Linked DNA regions of Danio rerio: region 2 is linked to region 1. A link is a contact called in public HiCAR-type data. All regions are on one chromosome and are shown on one strand. Each heading gives the region's core, a stretch centred on a gene start, on an enhancer-like site or on the middle of the called end of the contact. The rest is flanking DNA. Distances are from core to core; before and after follow the strand shown. Region 1 holds the start of myo1ea (myosin IEa). Region 2 holds the start of sord (sorbitol dehydrogenase).

Region 1 (5,960 bases), core at 1,183-3,682:
TCAGTCCTGTAATTCACCGTCCGTTTTCAGTTCAGCCATGTTTATTAGTGGAGGAATGGGGAGGTGCAGCGTGCTTGAGCTCTGGACCACAAAAAGCAGGAGGAGTGAGCTATGGCGAGCCCTGTGGACCATTGAAGCGAATTATTTTTTATTTACATATGAATAATCATTATGTTTGGGACTTCAAAGAATATATCAAGTGGTTTAAATCATTTATATAATTTAATGTAGGAATTTTGAGTTGGAATTGAGCCTACTGTAAATGATGTACATTTAATAATCGAATGTAGAGAATAACCTTTATTATTATTTTTAACTTATGCCCAGTGTTTAAATAATTTTTAAATAATTTTAAACACTGCAATGTCAAAAATTGCATATGCAAATGAATAGATAGTTTTCACATCATGCAAGTGTTTAATGGACTCCTGCTGCCACCTGCTGGATTGTCAGGAGAGCAGTGCGGATGAGGTGATGAAAATATGATGAAATGAAAACATATTTTGGATTAAAGCATAAGAAGAATGCAAAATTTATAATAAGTAAATAAATATGAACTGAATATTTGTATTTATTATGTATTAAATTATTGTTATTAATGAAACAATTTATACATTAAAGAGTTATAAATTAATGCTTCTGTTTTATCATCCATGTCTACCTTAATGTTTTTTTGTAACCGACTGGTAAGAAAATATAATGTTATAAAAACCTTTAGATAGATAGATGGATAGATAGACAGACATACAGGCAGACAGACAGACATCACTAATAGTAAGATAGACAGACAGGCAGACAGACAGCACTAATAGTAAGATTGAAAAATATAGATGGATAGATTTATTTTAAAATCTATAATGTTAGGAAATAAAATTAATATTTAAAATAAATAACCACACGGCTAGTCAAACGTTTGAAAGTAATTGTTTTTTTAGTGGCCCCTTCTGTTTTTAAAAGTGCAGTAGTTTGATAAAATATTAAATTATACAATTAAAATGGACCGTCAATGGTTTTTGAACTTTCTAAAGTAATCTTAAAAGCTTAAATCTATCATGGTTCCCACAAAAATATAAAGATTGCTTTGTATCAAGGGGATAATTTACATTTTAAAGCATTCACCGAGAAAACTAATTATACAGATTTTTTCAAATGACAATATAATATCAATTTCATTCATTGATTCATTTTCTTGTCGGCTTAGTCCCTTTATTAATCTGGGGTCGCCACAGCGGAATGAACCGCCAACTTATCCAGCAAGTTTTTACGCAGCGTATGCCCTTTCAGCTGCAACCCATCTCTGGGAAACATTCACACACACACACTCATACACTATGGACAATTTAGCCTACCTAATTCACCTGTACCGCATGTCTTTGGACTGTGGGGGAAACCGGAGCACCCAGAGGAAACTCATGCGAAGGCAGGGAGAACATGCAAACTCCACACAGAAACGCCAACTGAGCCGAGGTTCGAACCAGCGACCCAGCAACCTTCTTGCTGTGAGGCGACAGCACTACCTACTGTGTAGATATGCCTCGTCCATATCAATTTCAATAAGACAATAAAATTTATTTTTTTAAACAGGCAAATCTTAATGTATTTTAATCCAGGTGCATGTTTTATTTTAATCATTCAATATATACATATTTAAAAAATGTAATTTTCTTAAAGGTTTTCTTAATATATGAGGCAATAAAAAGCGAACATACTGTATACTTCCAAAGTTGAGATTTTATTTATGTGTAATAATTTTTAATTAATATTTTAATTAATATTATGGGTGCTTGGTTGCAGCTGGAAGGGCATCCGCTGCATAAAATATATGCTGGATAGGTTGGCGGTTCAGTCCGCTGTGGCAACCCCAGATTAACAAATGGACTGAGCCGATAAGAAAACGATTGAATGATGCTTAATAACATGTAAAACTGAATTTATAGTGTTTATGATGTAATTATACAGCTACTTATAATGATATCATGATATTATAATATGAAGAATATAATATAGCCTAGATACACAATGTTTTGGAAATAATAAAAGCAACCTTTAGAAAAGAATAAACGAATTGAAAATTAAATACTTCATAAAATAAATGGTGAAAATGTATAAATACATGAAAAGAAAAAGGAAAAAAAAAACATTATATACACATGATGTTTATACCGTTAACGTTTTCTTCAGTTGTAGTACTATACAATTCTGTATTTGTTGCTTCAGCTCTTTGTGTCTTCAGTGTCTATGCTCTTTGGCGCAGTGATGCTGTAAAGTGTTTAACGCAGCCTCGCTGCGCATATAGGACGCGCTTTAACACACCCGAAATCATCTGGTGGGATTCCCTTTGGAATGACGCGCCGAGCAGCGCTCCTATTGGCCAAAAGCAACTCACGAAATTCTCCATTTATGGGTTGTTTGCCTCTTTGATTCCGTCAACCAGCAGTCACAAAGTTTAACTTTGTGCAGCAGACGCTGAGTGAGTGCAGTGCAGTCAGTGCGCTCGAGCCGTTTACCGGTGCGGTCCACACTATTATGGAGCGGCGACACTGGTCCTGAGGAGACGTTTACAACAGCAGAGGCTAAAAGAGACCGTGACATCGCCACGGGGAAATAGAGAGGTTTATTATTTTACTATAAACAGTTACAAAACGGATTATAACAGAAGGTCGGCTGCAGTGTGATTAACCAATAAAAATGGTGAGTGAAAATACTTAACAGCACAGTCGCGTATCGCCTACGGAGAGAAACACAAGGGACACTGCTCTTGTTTTGGAAACAGTTTTACAGCATCCTTATCGACGTAACATAGGTTGTAATAACAGCTGCTTGGTGTTAATGTTTTCAACTGGTTTAATAATTTACAAGCCAGAATTAGCAGCTAATAAATTGCTTTAACACTCTTTAAAATTATCTCACTCATAGTGACAAAACCATACTACTGTACTGTATGCCATCCATTGTCATCAGAAATGTTAAATCGGGTAAATGACGTTTCAGTGTGGTCACATCAAGTTTAAACTTCTAGTAAATTTTTGTTTTCATTCTAGACCAATTGCAGATACTTAAATTTACCAGAGATGCACGGTTTCCGATTACTTTTAGTTATTCTCTGGTCACTTTGTGTTATAAACATATCTTACATGTTTCTTGCTATTTTTGGCACTGTGTGTCTTCAGGCAGTTTGAATAGCCTGGATAGATCACTATTGTTCTTTCACTTTTCCTAGATCAATTGTTTTAGACTCTTTATAATATATTGTGTCTTGCTAACCTGGCTTAGTCTTACATAACAGTGTAAAACTGTAAGTAGCACACATTGGTGTCTATGGTTACAGCTCACTGAAAGATGCAGGTAGATGTAGTTGCATGTGAAACTCGCTTCCGTACTCATTCTCATTAGGATGGGCTGGGTCCTGCTTTGAATAAGTGTGTGCTTATGCTTGTGTCCACAATGAGAGCATTTTCACTTGTTCTGTTGGAAATTGACACCGGTTTCTTAAAGCTCCTCAAGGAATATTAGGCCTCTGTTACACTTGACTGATTTTAGCTTTGTGTTATCCCTAGGCTGCTTGTCCCACATTCAGTGTATTTTCTTCTTCAGCCTGTCAGCTGGTAAAGAACAAGTACAGATCAGGTGAAAAACAAGAAAATCCAGTTCACCTGTCTCTAAAGCGCACGCAGAGACATTCTCTGCAAGCCATGCAAGCCGGTAGAACTAGTTTTCCTTTTGGCTTTGGGACAAACCCTTTCTGTAGGTGTTCAGTGCTGTCACAAACATTGCAAAAATATAATTCAGGCTTCATAAGTGTTTTTCTCACAAGGAAGAAGTATGTGTTGTTGGCTGAAATCATATGGTCCTTTAAAGGGATAGTTCACCCAAAAATGCCTGACCCCTCACTTGTCACAAATCTGTTTGTGTTTCTTTTTTCTTATTAATATAATATTTTGTAAATTGGGTGACCATTGTCTTCCAAACTAATAGTTCTATGGACATCAATAGTAACCACTTTAGAGCTTTCTTTAAAATTAATTAGTCTGTAATTGACAACCATTATCTGATACTTTTAGCTCATTCATTCATTCATTCATTCATTCATTCATTCATTTTCTTTTCGGCTTAGTCCCTTTATTAATCCGGGGTCACCACAGCGGAATGAACCCCCAACTTATCCAGCATGTTTTTACGCAGCGGATGCCCTTCCAGCCGCAACCCATCTCTGGGAAAACCTTTAGCTCAATGAACTACTAATTAGCTGCTTTTTATAGTAAGGAAGTAGGGAGGTTTAGGTATTGGGTAGGATCAGGGATATAAAATAGCACCAAACTATTAATTTTTAGGTGTTAATAAGCAGTTAATATGTAAATAATTGGCAGTTAATATGCCAGTAGTAAATGATATGAATTGTAACCTAAACTAAAGTGTTTCCAATATTTTTTTTGTGTGTGTGAAAGAAATAGAAAAGAAACCCAAAAAGCTTTGAAACCACTTGAGGCAGCAGTAAACAGGGAGTAAATTTGGATTTTAGGGTGAACTAACCCTTTAAGGATCTATTAATTAGTGCTGATTGCATTTATAAATGAGGCTGAAACTGTGTTCACAGTGTGCAGGGCAAGCCAGCATAATCTTAAATGTTGACATTTCTGTGAACCCATTTTAAATGATATAATGTCACATACGAGGCCAGGCTTTTTGTGTGATCTACAAGCATCTCGGGCCATCTATGGAATTAATAGGTGAAATTTTGATCTGTTTTGTTTTGACTGCAGTAGTTTAACTGTATGTCAGTGAGTCCTTGATGAGTCTGCTTATTTTGCGCATGACAGCTCAAAGGAAATGGAATGATTTCTGAAATATGAACTTGCAGTAAATGTCTGTTACACAACGATGCCTGATTTTATGATGTATTCCAGCTGTGCAACAGCCATTTGGGTTGATTATGTAATGTACCACTTGGTTATCCATATGGGTCAATATTCCATTAAGACATTCTAAATAACGGTTTCCCGTAGCTTTTACTAAAAAAGTCTAAATAAATAAATAAAAGTAAAAAAAAGCAAAAAAATATATTCATGTAAAATAAAAATAAATATGCATTTTCTGATTTGTACTTATTAAAATGTATGAAATGATAAGTGATAATACTCAGATTTATTATATTTTAAATGAATAAAAACTTCTTGAGTAAAACTTTAACAATTCTCACTATTAACTAGTAGATTATTACATGAGTGTTATTACATAATTGACTGTTTAGTACTGTAGTTATAAAGTACATATTCTGCATGATCTTCTTTTACATCTTTTTTCCTAGTCAATACCTAAACTTAACTGCCACCTTAATAACTATTAATAAGCAACAAATTAGTCGTTTGAGGCAAAAGTTATATGGTATTATTAATGGTATTTAAGTGTACCCTAAAATAGAAAGTGACCACTTCTTGCCAAATGACTAAAAACAAGCGATTTGAAAAACAGTTGCGACATATAACGATTTTTTAAATGTTTATTTATTGAGTTATTGCATTTACATTTTAAAGCGGTACATTACCCCCTTCCCTACCACAACTATGGCATTGAAAGAAAAAAATAATAATAATATTTAAATATTTATATATCCTTCCAGACTTTCTGAATCGACAGTGACAAAACAGTGTGTACCATATTTCTTCAGTCCATATGTTATCATTTAACATGAGAAGCTTGGCAACATCTAAAAGAAGAAATATACCAAAGAGGTGCATCTTAATACAATAAATAAGTAAACAGGTTATATCATCTTGAATCACAAAACCTCCCAGATATATCAAAGTTAACAGTGAGGCAATACATCATGTCATATTTTGTAGTCAATGTGTTATCATTTGACATGAAGGGCTTGGTAACATTGTATACACATATAAAATGACATTTTATTAGTTTTCCTGATCTCCATTGTGATGCTCTCAATACAGAATTGAATGATTGTT
Region 2 (5,751 bases), core at 313-2,812, 240 kb before region 1:
ATACACAGGGAGCTATCATAAATCATGTATAAGCTACATTTAAAATTAAAGCATTATTTTAAAAAATACTTGAACACCCTTTAATAAATGTTATTTGTCGTCCTAGATGTCAGTGTGATATCTACATAAATTAAATAAACATTAATTGATATAACATGTTAGAACTTGATAAATTGAAATATGAACTCTATTTATAATACATACATTGGCTGTGTTTAGTAGTTTGCATAATTATAGTACACAGTATTTGATTGAGAGGTGTTTTGTCCCCAAATTCAGAAGCATGGATTGTAAATAAATTAACACTCATGGCCATTCTATATTGTGAATATTCAAAGCTAAACGATGTGACGTCCATTTTTTAACCTCCTAGGTCTTGAGTGGCCACATACGTGGACAGCACATTTTAGCTCTAAAGTAGCTATTTAAAATACTTTGAATGTTTTATATTTTGTTACAGACATACAGTGTCATCCTGCAACTGCAGCATATGAAATGTCCCAGACACTATTTTTAATTGTACAAAATGGGGAAAAAATATTTTTACTGTCTGATAGTCAAAGCAAGTAAAAAAAATGTTATCTATGCATTAAAAAAAATCAGGAAAAAGTGTTTTATGTAAATTCAGACCACGAGTCCACATAAATTATATGCACATAATTTTTCTCTAACAGTACACCATTTTTAAAAGATGATAGATGATTTTTATTCTAATTAGGTTCCAATAAGCATAATAGCAAAGAGAAATTAAAAAATGCATGTAAATAAGCACCTTGGGCCTTAAGAGGATAAAGTAAAACATTGAGGGTAAATAATAATTAAAGATAATTAAAATGGTTGAAAAAGTGTAAATAGTTTGTTATGCAAAGTAAGTGTAGTAGTGAACATTTAAAAACGTACTATAAATAATTATAAACACAATTTTTATGTGGTTAATAATTCTGTTTACTGCAACCCAGCACTGAATAAAGTGAAGTGTGCTACGAATTCACATTGCAAATAGCAATGTTACCTTGTAATACAAGTAAATTTGTTGAGTACCTCGTCTGGTGGCAAAATGAGCTGGTTATTGTTCAGAAACAGTTTTTTCAAGGTAACGAGTCTCGAAACTCCAGGTGGCAAAACAACGAGACCCCGGTGACTCATGTTCAGACTCTCCTGTTGTTTGTTAAGACACTCTAGTACCATATCATATCCGTCCATTGTATTTTACTTCACGTGGACACGCAATATTTCCGAAAACCTGTAGGATAAATATAAAAGCGAAACACGTCGTCATAGTAACAGACAACTTCCGGCATAGCACATTGTCCTCCGAGTGGGTCTTAGGTGGGACAATGAAAAAAGGGTAGTTATGTAAATAAAAATAAATAGCTGGAATATATAATGCTTAAAAAGGATGACCGGTCCATGCTTTTTATTTTGTATGTACGCTTGCAGAGCGTACTTACTCCTGGTTGTTATTCCCTGACTGCACAAGGCGCAGTTTTGATGTTCTTGAATGAGCCGCTGATAAACAGGAAGAAGTGGGATGGCCAAAGTCTAGTGTGTGTAAGTGAAAGCGCGCATGATCCATGCAAGGGCCAGGCAGGCACTATAAGAACTCATTGAATAGTCGTTTGCAGTAGTTCTGTTTTCTGTGCGTATATAAGAAAATACAATGGACAAAGACAACCTTTCCGTGGTCTTGCACGCAAAAGGAGATCTGAGATTGGTATGACACCTCAAGAGTTTAGCTGATTTTGCATGTCTGAATGCACTTTTAGTTAATAATTGCAGATTTTCTGTATTTTTTTGTATAGGAACAGCGTCCGATTCCGGAGCCAGGACCAAATGGTATTTATGTCACAAAGAAATATTACCGAATGCATTGCAATAAAAGGAATACTTCAGTATATTTATTATTGTTATTGCAGACGTGTTGCTTCAGATGCACTCTGTGGGCATATGTGGATCAGACGTGCACTATTGGCAAAACGGCCGCATTGGAGACTTTGTGGTCAAACAGCCCATGATTCTAGGACATGAAGCCTCTGGTCGAGTGGTGAAGGTCGGCTCTGCTGTCACACACCTTAAACCAGGTTCGTTTTTGGCTTAGTTTGCAGCATTATAACAGTTAGTCAACCCACATAAGAAAAAAACTACATCTGTAGTAGTGTATAGTAAATACTAGTGTGTTTGAACCAAACTAAAGTGTGTTGTACTGTATATAGTATATCTTTTTTCTTTTTTACATCATTTTGATAATGAATGCTACAGCACAGTCAATTTATTATTTATTTATTTTTTGCTGCTTGGTCAAACTACTGTGCTGAAACAACGCAATACTCAAGTTTTTAGGTGGACAACTTAATTGTTTTACGTTAATTTCACTTAAATTTGTCAAAACAATTAAGTAATCTAATCAGTTTGTGTTGGGACAACGTGAAGGAATTGTGTGGAACCCTGCAGCTACAGTGTACTGTAGTTTTACTTATAGTGAATAAATACTGTAAAATCCTTTAGTTTTTATCACTACAAATGTTGTATTGCCATTTCAACTATAGATTTACCACACCAGATTAATTCAAGTACTTTACTATAGTATTGTTCAAAAACATAATAGTACTTAGTATACATGATGACTATAGTATTTTTCATGTGAGGAACTAGTATTGCGGCTATTTTTTGCGCCCAGGGGACAGAGTTGCAGTTGAGCCTGGAGTTCCTCGTGAAGTAGATGAGTTTGTCAAATCTGGACACTACAATCTTTCCCCCAGCATATTCTTCTGTGCCACTCCTCCAGATGACGGAAACCTGTGCAGATACTACAAACACAGCGCCAGCTTCTGCTACAAGTCAGATCACCATAGCTGGATAAATGATACAGCTTAGTTTTGAATCGTATGTGTAATAATTCTAAAGCTATGTGCACGCAGGCTTCCTGATAATGTTACTTATGAAGAAGGAGCCCTGATTGAGCCCCTGTCAGTGGGCATTCATGCCTGCAGGAGGGCAGGAGTCACTCTGGGAAGCTCGGTGTTTGTCTGTGGTGCAGGTCAGCCAGCTCTAATCATTGCACGTATTTATGCAACCGTTACACATTAACTTGTTAATCAGTGTAATGACCTCTGACTTCTTGTCCACTGACCTATGCTTGATGCTAATCTTGTATCACTGAAAGCATGTGTCGTTATTATCAAATACTGTCTCTGGAACGTGACAGATAAAATGTTTAAGCAGTCTGTGGAAACAAAAAGGGTGTTTGTTTTCATCAACACAGGACCCATTGGACTAGTGTCTCTGTTGGCAGCCAAAGCCATGGGTGCTTCACAAGTAATCATAAGTGGTAATGTTTATATTCAGGACATATAAAAGGGAACTATATTGAGATAGACTGCACATCTATACAACATATGATCTTTATGTTTCTATTTGTAGACTTGTCCTCTGATCGGCTTGCCAAGGCAAAAGAGATTGGAGCAGACTTCCTGCTTCCTGTGAAGAAAGAGGATTCACCACAGGACTTGGCTAAAAGAGTGGAGGGAATGCTGGGATGCATGCCTCAAATCTGCATAGAGTGCACCGGAGTGCAGAGCAGCATTCAGACAGCCATCTATGTTGGTTTATTTACTTTATGAAATCATACTGGCTTCACTGTACCTTGATGTCTGGATATTTTTATGTGTCACTGATGGTGTTTGTGTGTAGGCTACTCGTTCTGGAGGAGTGGTGGTGTCGGTTGGTCTTGGTGCTGAGATGGCCACTGTACCGCTTCTCAACGCTGCAGTCAGAGAAGTTGACATCAGAGGTGTATTTCGCTACTGTAACACGTGAGTAGAATTACTGTCAACATCAGTTTATTACAATATGTATATTTCAAAATAAGATTTCACTCTCTTGCACACTTTTACTCATGATACCTCATTGTTGCTGCAGCTGGCCGGTGGCCATTTCTATGTTGGCGTCTAAGAAGGTGAACGTCAAGCCCCTGGTCACCCACCGATTCCCACTGGAACACGCTGTACAGGCTTTCGAGACCACTCGGCAGGGGCTTGGGGTTAAAGTCATGTTAAAATGTGACAAGAACGACCAGAACCCATGAGTCCCACTCCTGTTTATTGCTAGCTACAGTCACTTGAATAAATTGGATTAATCCAACTAATTTTGAAGGCGACCTCACTGTGTTGTCTCAGGTACAACAGTCACTGGCTCACTTTACAATGATTGTACTGTAATTATAATTATGTATAATAATAATAATGTAATTTATGTAACATTGTCAGACTGCAGTTTCTTAATAAAAGATTCATCAGGCTTAAGCTGCGACAGAATGCTTCTTTTGACACATGGATTGAACAGCACTTGACCTGAACCTAACTAGAAGTCTTTAAGAAGTGCTGGAGTTGATTTTGTAAACCGGTTCTCTTCAGGTTTGGTCTGCTCCTAATATCATTTCAAGATCTCTGCCAAAAATGAATGATTAAAATAAACTCTTGATGGAAATTAACTGACACTCCATAAGGTTGTCAAACCAATGCAATTACAAATGTTTACCTTAATCAAAATTAGGTAGTCACAGTTGACTTAAACACATTGAATGATTGTTGGCCAGGTAGTGTATAATTATGGAAGAAAGCTATTGAAGAATAAAGGCTGACAGGCTTATCTGCAGACTGCAGCAAAACGTGCCAAACAGACAAAAATAACAGCGGGACAAACAAGCATACAGTGCTCAGCATATATAAGTACACCCCTCACAAATCTCTCTTTTAAATTTATATTTTAATAGGAAGCTATGCAATATTATATTTGTGCATAAACATTAGATTACTCGGTACTGAAACCAAATCTGGAGCTCTAACAAACATCTAACAAATTAACTTACAATATCGGTCCAAAAACTAGTAAACCCAAATTTATGTTATAGAAAAATATTAAATACAAATTTAAAATATTGTTTTTGCAATATTGTATTTTGCTTGAATTTAGTTGTATTATCTTTCAATTTCTAAACATGTTTGGTGCCTAAAATATTATTTTAATAAATATATCTGTTTAATAAACCTGTTTTGTTTAAATGCACCAAAATACATTGGCCATGTTCACAGAGAAATGGAAAAAAATATGCATTTTAAAATGGGCTGTACCAACTATGCTAAGCACTGTTTATAGATGTTTGAAAGATGATTGAAAGTAGCTGGATGAGACTGTTATTAATTGCACCGGTTGTTATCTGGATATAACAGTTATAATTTCTTACCTTAGTTATCTTTGATTTGAACAATATCTTCTTCCAGCCCTACTCCTCCCTTTTTCCTTGATAGGGCGCCATGACGCCCCGTGGTTAGCACTTTTGACTCAGCAAGAATGTCACTGGTTCAGATCCTTACCAGGCCAGTCAGCGTTTCTGTGTGGAGTTTACATGTTCTCCCTGTGCTCGCATAGGTTTCCCATAAGTTCCCCGGTTACCTCCCACAGTCCAAAGACATGCAACATACAGTAAGTGAATTGACCTAACCAAATTGGCACCAGATGAGCTCTTAGCTAGAAGTATATCTCTCCAAAGCAATCCTTAATTTGTCAATAGCCATAAATAAGCAGGGGAGTTTTCGAGATCTACCTGAGCTCAAACTCCCCTCTAGCTCAAATGGGATCCTTGAGCCCAAGGCTCCCTCCTGGGACAGCATGCCAAACTCGATTCATATTCAATTAATATCTAAGTGTGAACTCCTGAATTCATCTTTAACATTATTTGCTGAGTTATTATTG

What was found. HiCAR-type assays count read pairs that join an accessible place to other places.
Region 2: a contact with region 1 is called in a HiCAR-type map of caudal fin, with 11 times the contacts expected there. The contact joins the promoter of sord here to the promoter of myo1ea in region 1. A contact is called at or near these places in 6 of 18 Hi-C or Micro-C datasets (caudal fin, embryo, hematopoietic stem cells and 1 more) and 2 of 4 datasets of contacts at active chromatin or transcription factors (caudal fin and embryo).

What each region holds. Positions count from the first base shown.
Region 1 is chr7:30,682,515-30,688,474 of GRCz12tu, reverse strand. myo1ea (myosin IEa) reads left to right here and starts at 2,432. Exons shown (of 28, transcript XM_677757.11): 1 at 2,432-2,691. The coding sequence starts at 2,689. It also overlaps a transcript of mtmr10 not described here.
Region 2 is chr7:30,924,104-30,929,854 of GRCz12tu, reverse strand. sord (sorbitol dehydrogenase) reads left to right here and starts at 1,562. Exons shown (of 9, transcript NM_001172419.2): 1 at 1,562-1,714; 2 at 1,803-1,836; 3 at 1,917-2,081; 4 at 2,678-2,837; 5 at 2,919-3,037; 6 at 3,263-3,328; 7 at 3,421-3,599; 8 at 3,691-3,812; 9 at 3,919-4,301. The coding sequence starts at 1,661. The coding sequence ends at 4,084. The region is part of intron 8 of apba2b (amyloid beta (A4) precursor protein-binding, family A, member 2b); the gene reads right to left. si:dkey-1h4.4 reads right to left here and starts at 1,296. Exons shown (of 4, transcript XM_021477858.3): 1 at 1,042-1,296. The coding sequence starts at 1,203.